2 separate regions of the Sus scrofa genome follow, and region 1 is linked to region 2. Evidence: chromatin contacts called from public Hi-C data. All regions are on one chromosome and are shown on one strand. Each heading gives the region's core, a stretch centred on a gene start, on an enhancer-like site or on the middle of the called end of the contact. The rest is flanking DNA. Distances are from core to core; before and after follow the strand shown.

The links. A called contact is a pair of places that touch in the nucleus more often than the background predicts.
Region 1: a contact with region 2 is called in a Hi-C map of retroperitoneal adipose tissue, with 2.1 times the contacts expected there. The contact joins two enhancer-like sites. A contact is called at or near these places in 9 of 47 Hi-C or Micro-C datasets (heart right ventricle, mesenteric adipose tissue, omental adipose tissue and 4 more) and 1 of 2 datasets of contacts at active chromatin or transcription factors (skeletal muscle).

What each region holds. Positions count from the first base shown.
Region 1 is chr9:21,182,236-21,187,890 of Sscrofa11.1, forward strand. No RefSeq gene overlaps it. Among named protein-coding and RNA genes, the nearest start is that of TMEM135, 440 kb to the left of the region's middle. Within about 2 kb of position 2,731, at least 17 of the 83 cell types and tissues checked have an H3K27ac peak or open chromatin away from gene starts, as enhancers often do. A contact at or near this core is called in omental adipose tissue and retroperitoneal adipose tissue, where this site is marked.
Region 2 is chr9:21,059,448-21,065,743 of Sscrofa11.1, forward strand. No RefSeq gene overlaps it. Among named protein-coding and RNA genes, the nearest start is that of TMEM135, 320 kb to the left of the region's middle. Within about 2 kb of position 4,649, at least 12 of the 83 cell types and tissues checked have an H3K27ac peak or open chromatin away from gene starts, as enhancers often do. A contact at or near this core is called in omental adipose tissue and retroperitoneal adipose tissue, where this site is marked.

The DNA of each region.
Region 1 (5,655 bases), core at 1,481-3,980, 120 kb after region 2:
GAGAAGAATTATGGCAGTTAATATCCAGAGCCTGAGCAAATTCCAGTGTGAGAAAACTGTCACATATCTGTAAACATAGGAGGGTTCCAAGCCAATGGATAAAAAAGAGATTAGCTTTTGTCTTCATAAATGACAGAAGATGCTTTGAAGGGGAAAAAAAATCACCAAAGATGGACAGTATTATGTAGCCAAAATATTTTCAAATTTAATTTCTGAACCATGATCATGGTCACTGAGACCTTTTAAAAAACATAGCAAGGGCACCTTGCATTGTCTTCTGGTTTTATAGTACCCCTTCCAATCAAGCTTACCTATTTTGTAAATCTGTGCTGTAGAGTGAAGATTCAAGTTTATCATCCAGAGCCTGAGGCACTATTAGATCCTAAATGCAAAATGAGAATTCAATTATGTTCTCTCCATCCTATTTACTAAAGCAGAAAATTGGAATTATTAGTCTTGGAAAAGCGTTTCTCACTTGTGGGTGGGGAGGGGAAACAGGGCTACAGAGCACATCACACTCTCCCAGAGGGTTATGAAAATATGTACTTAGTATTACATAAATTTTAAAATTGAGAGACCACAAAAAGCCATTATTTTTATTATAAACTACAACAGAAAAGCTGAAAGAAATGTTTTTCATATAAAAAAATAAACATTCCTCTGTCTCTCAGGGATTCAATTAGAGGATAAGAGCAAGGCCTCTGGACACATGCAGGGAAGGGGAAGCGTTTTTTATGTTCAGCAAGCAAGTACATAGATTAAAAAACATTGAGAAGCATGGGCCCACAACAAGGCCCATATGATAAGATACAAGATATAAGATATAGATATAAGAGTGCCATATTTACCCTTCACTTATTTGGAAAATTCAATCAAATGGAGACTTCCTATCCATTTTAACAGAAGATCAACTGTACCTAGTTGATTTTTTTTTTCTTTTTTTTGCATTGTTTTTGGTAGTATATAGACCTGACCTTCATGATAATGGTCTGTTTGAAGCCAAAGGGATTCTTTATGGCACTGCAGTTCTTCCACCGCTGGGGGCAGTTTGTCGGTACAAAAGAAAGAGGAATTACTGAGCACAGATGTCCTTTTTGATTTGATTCTTAGCAAAATGGGGTAATGGACTGCTCACTAATGCATGGAATCTGTAACAAGTCTTCTTTTGCTTTGCTTGCAAGTAAGAAATGTCTTTTCTCTCTTCATTTCTCACTAAGCTTGTTTGGAGAAGTAATGACATTAAGGAATTCTCCGTGTTAAATTTGTCCCTGCTTCCAAATCTGGCACTGTTCAAGGTTATAAAACCATTCAAAAATTTGAGAAAAGGAAGAAAAGTAAGTCATGTAATTATCCGATAGTTTGAAGAATAGTGGTTTCAGCTATGTTTTCCTTAAAACTCCAAGATCCTACACTACAGTTTAAATGCAGAATCCCTAACTTATGCTTAATCATTCAAGAATTTTCATCAGCCAAGTTTGTAGGCAAATGTTATATTCTCTTTAAGAATCATATCTTTCTTTCTCTTTTATTTTACCCTTTTAAATCTCAAGAGTGTGCTTTTAATAAAAACACTTCTAAATGTCCTTTCGATGACTATGTCTGCTGTATTTGGCAGAAATGTGTCCTCTGAAATGCATGTAGAACCATACGGTAGTCCTTCCATTAAAAGCAGCAGGAACACTGTACTTATTTAGGAGGGTTCTGTGTTCATTCCTGAGTTTCTCAACTTAGAAAGGATTTGGAGAAATACAGAGGAGGCCAAAAAAATCAATAAAGAATTGAAAGGATCTGATTTCAAATGCATATACACTTAGGGAAGAACAAGCGGCTAACAAAGGTGCCATACGAAGATCTAGACCAGTACTTGTCACTAGCATTCTGAGCGACGCTACCAGCTCTTTCATGAGAAATGGCCACTTCAATGAATAGTTTGGTTATTGATAACCATCCTGGCATAGTAATGGCTCCCACAAATATTCCTAACGCTTCCTGTGCCAGGCATTGTGACATGAAAATGCAGGGCTAGACATCACATCACAGTATGACTGTGTCCTCCTGGGCCTGACCCTGGAACTGTGTGGGCAAGACTTCCTGGAAGGAGCTAGAAGCTTGTCTGTGGAATGTTCTTCCCATCATCAGACGTGTAATGTTGCAAATAGAGGATTCAGTTCTCACTAATGCCTACTCATGACCATTAATAATAGAAAAACAATTATTTGATCAACCATGCTAGACAAGGTGTTCTTTTTTTTTTTCCACGAAGAATAACACGATAAAATTGTCATATGAAGAGGCAATCGAAGAGTAAGTAAATAGAAAAAGCATGTAGAAAGAAAGTATAATGGAGGGGGATCAGTCATAGTAAACACGTTATTTTCCTGGATTTGCTGATGTTTGTGGTGTTTGTCAGCTTTTTAAAATTTGCCATTTACTGGAATTTCTTGAAAGTTTTCCAAAATTCAAAATAGTTTAAACTTTGTCCCCAATTTTCTATTTACATATTTTTTAAATTCTTTTCACTCAGAATGACCCTTGAAATTGTGTAAGATCCAGGACTCCTCAAACTTGGATTTGTAACTATAAATTACGTTCTCCTAGTTTATAATGCCAAACCCCACACTTTTTGTCTGTCTTGATGTGTGTGCAAAGGTTTGAAACACACCCTGAGGAAGGCATTTCTCAAGTGTCTCTGGACAGCTCATCTGTTCTGTCGGCATCCTCACTGTTTGCACAATTTTCCATTACTAAGTCCTGGGCCTTGACAGGGCTCATGATTAAGTGGCTCATCCAATATTTGGTCTTCAGTGCTGTCCAAAAGGATTAATTCAACACAATTTATAAGGTGGAAATAAATCTTGTTAATTCAAATGAGCCTAAATAAAAGTAAATCTTTCCTGCTCTTAGAGACAATAACTATGAACAAAATAAAATGAAAAAGAATGTAGGGACTGTCCCTCAGTTAATGAAAGGAGTAGTCTTGTTTGCTTTGGTTACTGATGTGTTTCCATGGAGTCTTATCTTAACTATCATTTGAAATATATTTAGCTACAACAACAAGAAAATAGAGAACACAATTCATCATGTAGCTGCGGTTAGCCCTCAGAACATAATGGAGCCACAGTACTTTGGTTCCCAGTGAGTGATTTCTCTTTGGAGCTTGCTGAGAACTCAGATTCTCTTAGTACAGATATCAATCTTAATTGAATAGACATGATGACAAAACACAGACAATAGAACAGAGGGGAAAGGGCAGCTAAAGAGCTCTGCTTGAGTGAATTTCAACTCAACACAAGCTGGAGAGGAGAAGCCAGTGAGGCAACAGATCCATTGTCATGGATCTCAGGGGTGACAGAAATAGTGCTCTTTCACAAATGCTGGCCTCTGGAAGTTGTGACCTCAGATCAGAATTCTGAGTTCTTCTGTGCCGTGCACCTAGGGCCTTGCAACACCCACGAGCCCACCTGTGCTGTGAACGCATTATTAGGACAGCAGCTTCCTCTTTGATGTCCAAAGCCTATTCAAAGAATCTTTGAGTCCTTCCCACCTCTCTCTTCACTCAAAACTTAACTTCATTTCTTTGTACCATTACTGTTTTCGTGCTTGTGCTGTATTGGTTATCACAGTGCCTGCTGTTACCTAGGTACTCAAACATTTGTTGAATAAATGATCATGGTCTCCTTATATTAATGATAGCAAAATCTGTTATTGGTGAAGGTGAAGAAAATTATATAACACAGTAACAGTAGGTACCACATATTGAAAGGCAAACATCTTTTACACATTGTCTTTTTGAATTTTCACAGACTTTTTTTCAAGGTAATTGTAACATTTCAGAATGCTGAAACTCAGAAATTAGGTAATATATCAAAAATTATACAGCTAAGCTCTCTTTTGGAAGGGATGGGAAATCTAAGAACGATGTTATTTCTGTATTCATAATCTACAGAATAAAATTGTTTTGTATATCACATAAGCGTACTGTATTTAATACATCATACATGTATATGTGTGCATGTATATGCATCTATTCTGTTTCTTTTACCATAATATGAGCTCAATGAAGGGAGAGATAGCTCCTATTTCATATTTTCAAATATTTTTGGAATCCACTAGTCTAGTAAATTCATCAATGGACCTTTGTTTTTGCTTGAAAAATCTGTGTGGACATTTTATCACGTGGGTGCTTGAGACCAGCAGAATGTGCAGGTGCCCTGATTTGAGGCGGGTCAGTTAAATTATATTTAAAGAATTTAATGTCAAGCATTTAATGTCCAGTAATGTGCAGAAAGATACCAGAATAGAAATGCTAAGCCTCTTATTTCCAGTGGGAAAGTATGCATAAATTAACTTTGTCATTGGAAAGGAATGGGCTCATTAAATAGGTTATAGCTTTGCAACTGACTGTCTATCCATGTACCCAATAGTTAGGTTCTTTTTGTCTTTTTTTTTTTTTTTTTTTTTGCCATTTCTAGGGCCACACCCACGGCCCTAGAGGTTCGCAGGCTAGGGGTCTAATTGGAGCTGTAGCCAACGGCCTACACCAGAGCCATAGCAACACAGGATCCTAGCCGTGTCTGCAACCTACACCACAGCTCACAGCAACACTGGATCCTTAACTCACTGAGCAAGGCTAGGGATCGAACCCGCAACCTCATGGTTCCTAGTTGGATTTGTTAACCACTGAGCCATGATGGGAACTCCTCAATGGTTAGGTTCTTAAAAAGCATCTTTATTTTAGCAGAAGTTTCCCTGAAAACAGAGCCTGAGTAAAACGCGTGATCCTAGGAGCAGAAGTGAGAGAGAAAGGGAATGAAGAGAGAAAGAAAGCCAATACAATGAAGCTAATACAATGGCCACTGTTACTCGTGACTGGTTGCTTAATCCTGTGGGAGAAATTATGTCTAAAAACCATCCACGGAGAAAGGAGAAACCTCTATCTATTAACTTCTCTCTCCACTGGTCAAGGATGGCCGATGTGATGTTAAATCCCCTGCTTCTGGATTGTGATAAGATGAAGCAAGGGGTAGGGTACAGTGAGCTTGGGAGTGGGTGGGGGGGAGAGGGGGGAGTTCCCCAGGGATGAAAAAACCAGGTGGTTGCAGCAGTGGCTGGAATGAGGGCTGAAGCTGAAAAGATTTTTAGTGGCACTCAAGAAGTGTCAGATACACTTGGGTAATTAAAAATGCTTTTAGCAAGACTGATTTACATTTAAGAAATAAAGAAAAAGCACGTGATAGTGAGTAGATTAAAACATGTTCTTTTTTTATCATTACATTAATATGAACAAATCACTAGCTTATGGGGAAGAAGTAAATATAAAAATAGTATTATTCAAAATTTTCTAATAATGTCCAGTTGATCCAGATGACAACAGCATAAATATATTAGCGATGTCAATCTCTATTTTACATATTAAAATAATTTTTGAATATGAACTTTTTGTCACAAGCAATGACAGGTTCAGACCAATGATGTCCTGAACTTGATGCTTTTGTTAATATTGGCTATATCGCCAACTCTTGTAGACAATACATTCATCTGATGTGGGCAACAACTTTGCTCTTACTGAAGTGAAAGCTGACAGGCTCTTGCTGCTTCTTTATCCCTGGAATGTTAACTGATGTTTTCCAGTCTAATATGTTTAACTTAAAACCT
Region 2 (6,296 bases), core at 3,399-5,898:
TCTACGTACCATGGCCCACATCAGTCACAATCTTTCCCTTTGAGAACCCCTAGAGCACTTAGTATTTGTTCAGTAAAGCGTTGAGGAGATGAAAGGTTCCAGAAAACAACAGTATTTTCTGGTTATCTGAGTGGTTACCATTCTGGGCATGAAAACATTATGTAACCGAATTCTTTTGGGCAGAAACCTTTTGAACCCTACCGAATCATTCTCTAATTGACCATAACTTAACTTTATTTTCATGACACAGTGAAGAGAAAGCACCATTTGAGGGAAAGGTGAGAATAGTGCTGTTTCCAGCTCGGTTCCACCACTACTGAGGTGGGAGGCCTGAAAGGTCCCTTTTTTTGGACCCTGACCTCTCAGAAAATGAGCGTATTGGCCTAGATGTTCTTCAAGGTTCCTCCAAGAACATTTTACGACGTTCTGGGATTACAGAGTTCCAGAAAAGGGAACGAGATTAGCAAGTTTCTATGAGTTTGTACCTGATGATGTCTCACTAGACACACAGATCAGTGACTACTGTGCAATCATGCTTACCATGCAGATTTTAAAAAACATTCTAATTGATACTTAATTCTCCTTGGTGAACAGAATTCAAATTTCTGCATGGCAGCAGATTAGAAATCAAAGATTTTCTTAATACGATTAAGTGGATTTTCTTCCTCATCAGTGGAGTCTGGCAAGGCTTTGATCATGGTCCTTGACAGAATGTTGGTATTTTTATGCCTTTTAGAAAGCCCCAGCTGTCTGAGATACTCTGTCCCCGAGGTCTTACAAATCTGACTCGATCACTCGGAATTTATTTCCAGTTAAAGCTATTGACTGTGGGAGAGTTGTTTTTCTCTTTTGCAAGAAGGTCATGAACTTGACTTTTGTGGCTTTCTGTTTATTAGTTGATGCCAATGGCATGCAAACTTCAGCGAGGCTCTCTCTGTGCTTCCAAATCGTTCCATCATCTCTGACTTCTCAGTGAATTCCCAACAGAGACTGCTCCGACAGTTCAGTCTTCTCTTCAAGCTTGAGCGTATCCTCTCCTTCCAGCCCAGCAAGAGGTTGTACCTTTCTTCTCCGTCTCACAGCTCCTGGAGTACCTGTCACTTTACCTTTCCTCGCTTATTCCTTTGTTCAACATTTCTGGTTTATTTATTTTTTTTTAGGGCCGCACCTGAGCACATGGACGTTCCAAGGCTAGGGGAGTGAATGGGAGTGGTAGCCACCAGCCCACTCCAGCGTGGGATCCAAGCTGTATCTGCGACCTACACCACAGCTCATGGCAACACCGGATCCCTAACCCACTAAGCAAGGCCAGGGATCGAACCCATGTCCTAGTCGTGTTCATTACTGCTGAGCCACGATGGAAACTCCCTTGTTCAACATTTCTTGAATGTTCAATCTGTATGAACTGGGCATAGTCCTTCCCCTGTGATGCATTTCCATGCTGGTGGGGAGTTAGAAGGAAGGAAAACACAGGTAAATGTGTATCTTTCAAGTCTGTGAATACCAAAGGAGGAGCGTTTACTTTACTTGAATGGAAGAATCAGGAAAGTTTCCCAGAGGAGGTCTGAGAGGGCAAGTCAGAGTTCAATAGGAGACAACTGGGTGACCAGCACTCCAGGTGGAGGGGACAAAGCGTGTGACCACGGAGGTGTGAGAAAGCGTGACACAGTCAGGGAGAGTGAGAGAGGGGCGAGAAAGGAGGGCATTGGGGCAGTGTTGGGAGAGGAGCTTGAAAAGCCAGAGTGGCTCCGTCATCTGAGAGGAGGAAGTGCCTTCCCTGTCTGTGCTCCCGGCCCCACTCCCTTCTGGGCGTCTCTAGCATCTTGCTCCAACAATGCCCTTGCCGAGTTTTCCTTTTGCATCTTACCTGTCAGCTCACAGAGAGGCTCAAGTCTTACCTTTCTTCAACATCCACCCCCCCACATCCACCAACTGCACCCGACTCTGCTTGGTGCTTAGTTTCAAGAGAGAGCAGTTTGTCTCACTCGCCTTACTTCTTAGCCTCGATTCTCTCCATCCCACTGCAGTCTGGCTTGAGAAAAAATGAGAAGCCGTGTACTTGGGCACATTATCTGAACCTAAAGTTTTACATCTAAAATATATGAGTCAATTTTTTTTCCTTTACTCCCATGGTGAATTTTAAAGAATGCATTTTTTTTTCCTTTTTTTTTGTGCTTTTTAGGGCTGTAGCGTATGGAAATTTCCAGGCTAGGGGTCCAATCAGAGCTATAGCTGCCGGCCTATGCCACAGCCACAGCAATGCCAGATCTGAGGCATGTCTGTGACCGACACCACAGCTCACGATAACACTGGATCTTTAACCCACTGAGCAAGGCCGGGGATCGAACCTGCATCCTCATGGATACTACTCAGGTTTGTTATCACTGAGCCACAATGGTAACTCCCATTTTATTTTCCTTATTTATTTGAAGCTCATGTAAGCTCAATTCCCCTCTGAATATATTTTAATGTACTTAAAACAGGTCTATCTTCTTTTCCCTACACAATTTTGTAAAGCCAATGGCTCCTTTAATTCCAAGGCCATGGGGATGCCCATTTGATGCACAGGCTGAACAGGCATCCTTTCTGCTTTACCCTGACTCAGAGAAGAATTGTGCAGTAATGGGAAGACAGGAGAAGAAAACAAGAGAGAGATGATCCACACGGTCAGGGGAAGATGCCACAGGACTGTGAGTGCCTATCTGTGCGGAGGTCATTCTATTCCAGCGATTTCACACGCATTTGCCAGGTGCTATTATGTACCTGGCACTGGGGAGACTGAGACACAAGCTACATTTCCTGAATTCATGGGATCACAGACTGGGGAGACAGACCCAAAGATTGCACACAGATTGTCACAGACGTCAATTTAGCAGTTTCCTAGGGGCCAGGAGGGAAAGAAGAGAGAACAGGAAGGGAAAGAAACCTAATGTTTTTATTTGACAAAACTATGTTTTGTACTGGAGATACAGAGAACAATGAAATACAGTCCCTAACCCAAAAGACTCTCAGACTTTTGGGGGATAGATAAAAGTTGAAAAAAATCCTCTTATTACTGCTGATGAACCTGAGGCAGAGAAGATGTGATTTAATCAAAGACTTAATGATAATCTCTCTGTTCTTCCCATGCTGAATGTATATCCTGTTTGGGCACTAAATTATTCTACATCTTTTGGCCCATTCGGAATGGCAGTGGTGGAAAATTAGAGGCTTACATTATTGATTTCAAAGAGAATGGGGATCCAGTATTCTGGGAAATTATATAAGTATGAAGATTGCCAGGCATTAGGCCTACTTTTGGAAAGAACCAATTGAGTTTTATGAGGACATTTCTGCTTCTTGAAAATGAGATAAATAGATGCAAAATACTTTCAAAATTGCCTAATCAGTTGATTTCTGGTAACAGTGAAATGCCATAAGTAGGTCAACCGCAATGTGGTATCAATCTTAGGAAGGTCACATGAGACAATTATACTTGTTATCCTGACTCGTTGATCTCTGCGAAGTCTAGACAAAGTGCTACTGTCCAACGTACTTAGTAGCAGGACTTTCAAGACATTCCTCTGGTGTATCAACCCTTTGGGCTGACACTTTGCCTCCACTTGGCAACACACACACACACACACACACACACACACACACACACACACACACACACAGAGTTGATTCTCATTATCCTTATTATTTGTGCTAATCATGTTCTATAAAGTTGCCATGAGCCCTGAATTAGCAAACACTGAACCATTGCTCTTGGGGCAAATATAGGATTAGGTGCCTGCAAACTTCTGGTCAGAACATTTTTGTCCAGTCATCAATATATAACCTTTTCTTAAATATGTTTCAACTTAAAGAATCTGAGAATTTTGAGTCACCTCAACACAATGTACACATTCCTCACGGAGATGAAGAGATAATGCAGGATTCTTAATTTTTGCCTACAAGAAATTTTAGCCTGTAGAGTGTCCGAGGTCAGTTTCATTGTTGTAGTTGGTGGTAACTGCATCGGTAGTTTGTGGTCACTGTGTCATGAATTGGGAAAAAAAAGCCCTGAAAATTTGTACTGCTTTCTTGAAAGAAAGTGAAGAAGACACGAAGGGCACAGGCATTAGATCTGAGAGTGTGGTGGGGTTAAATCATTGTGCACAACCAGGAGTTTGGATTTGACAGCCAGTGCTCTTTCTGTGCAACCCCAGACCCCTCCAGGATACCTGGTATTTTTTTTTTTTTCTTCCAGGAGAAGTTGGAGCAATGAAGCCAAGGATCAGGCCTTTTGCCCTACCAAGCTGCTCATGGTCAAGAGGAGAGGTCACTCTGAATTTGTGCACAAGAGTTGGAAAGAACTGTGTAAACAAAAGAGGTCGCCAGGCCCTACTTCGCTCTGTCAGGGGGACAAGCTGTTCCTCTCCTGACCTTGGCTCCCAGTGGATCTGCCTCTGGATCCGCCCAAGTTCCTCTAGGCTTGGAAAGATCCCAGGCCTCTCTCCAGTTCCCCAATGGGCCAGAGCCTCCCTGGAGGCCTTGTTTGTCTGAATTCCAGAGGCCACATGTCAATTAAAGCCCTTAGAAGTCACAGTCAGTTCTCTCCCTCACACCTCTAACTTCCACTCTCCAAACTATTGCATGAGGTTCAATCCAGGCCATGGCTGTTCCGGCCAGCATGTCCAGTGGGACTTTTTTGTTTTTCCTAAGACCACAGAAACATGGCTAAGAACTAGATAAAACACATTAAAAACAAGCATAAATTTGCAGTCCATTTGTATGATGAACTGAGCATCAAATTCCACGGCTCCAGCCTCGGTATTCTCCAGTGATAAGGTATTCCATGACCTTGTCCTGAAGTGACCTCCCTGGGTGTATGTTTATTGGATTCCACTCAGCAAAAGCCCATGTACAACACTCCTGCTGAGGCGCCGCAGGATCAGCCCGAGGGGCTCAGGGATGGCCAGTATTTGCTGTAAAACAAAGCACTTTTCTGCTTCCTATTACCTCTGGAAACTTGATATTTAATATGCTGATTATGAAAAATAAATCGACAGAAATCTGTTGGCTGCGACTTTTTCACAGCCTGCTTAACTTCTGATCCCTCTTTCCAACCTGCTTCTGACCTGAGCACATGCGCTCTTGCTCTGTATTCAGATTTAACCCTTAGTACTCCTGCCCAGATACTGAGGTGGGGCTTACCGTTAGCTACAACTCAGACGACCCCCTTGGGTTGCGGGTGTGGGCTGGTTCCTGGTCAAGGCCTCTCATACTGCTCTCTGGTTCCTGGAACCCTCTGAATGCCATGGCTGCTGCTGCGTTTGCCTCAGGCTTTGATTTTTAATTTTTTTTTTTTTTTTTGGGCTGCACTTGAGGCACATATGCAGGTTCCCGGGCCACAACGCCAGATCCTCCTTAACCCAGGCGGGTATCAAACCAGCACCCTGAGCCACTGCAGTCAGATTCCCAGTCCACTGCGCCACAGCAGGAACTCCACCCAGACTTTAAACGGGAAGAGAGAGAAGAAGACTATTTACTCTTTACCCACCTCTCCGCTTTCCACTAATGGTTCTCCGCTTTGCCTCCAGGCCTGAGAAGGTGATTATCTGTCTGAATTCCGCAGCCTCCTGGCGAATGGGAGAGGGCTTTGGAGGATTTCTGGTTTGCAGCCTGTGTCTGTTTCTTACCAGCCCTGTGATACTGGACATGCCACTCTGAGTATTCTACCCGCTCGGCCTTAAAAAAAAGGAGAAACGTTCATGTGGATAAAGACAAGTACAGGGGTGAGCGCCTGGCAGGCAGCAGGTGCTCAGGAGGAAGCTGCGAGCAGGAATTCCCAGAGCACGTTTGTTGTGCCCAGTCTTTACCTCCCATGGATGTACTTGACTCTGAGTCTGGGACAGGGCCGCCAGTGCTGCCCGTCAACTGAATTCTGTTCAGACGAGGGTCCTGAGGGGGATGGGAAGGACGCTATAAGCCGCGCTGAATCCCTCTTAGAAACCTGAGCGAGTCCTCTGCGTTTTTCAATTGCTCTATCTTGCTTTCTTTCTGCCTCCGCAGAGGAAATGTAGGGGTTTATCCAATGCATTCAGGCTCTGGGAGAACGAGCCAGTATCGTGAGGAAGGAAAAGCACTGGCTTTGTGTCCCGGCTCTGTCACTTTCTAACAGTGTGACCCAGGGTAAGGGCGAGACTTGGCCAGAGTTTGTTTTCTCACCTGCGAAATGGGCATAAATCAGGGGAAGGTCCAGGTTTTGTGGGGGCTAAAACTTACACAATTTGGGGGCTCTGTTTAAGAAAAAGAACCCAAATTTGTGA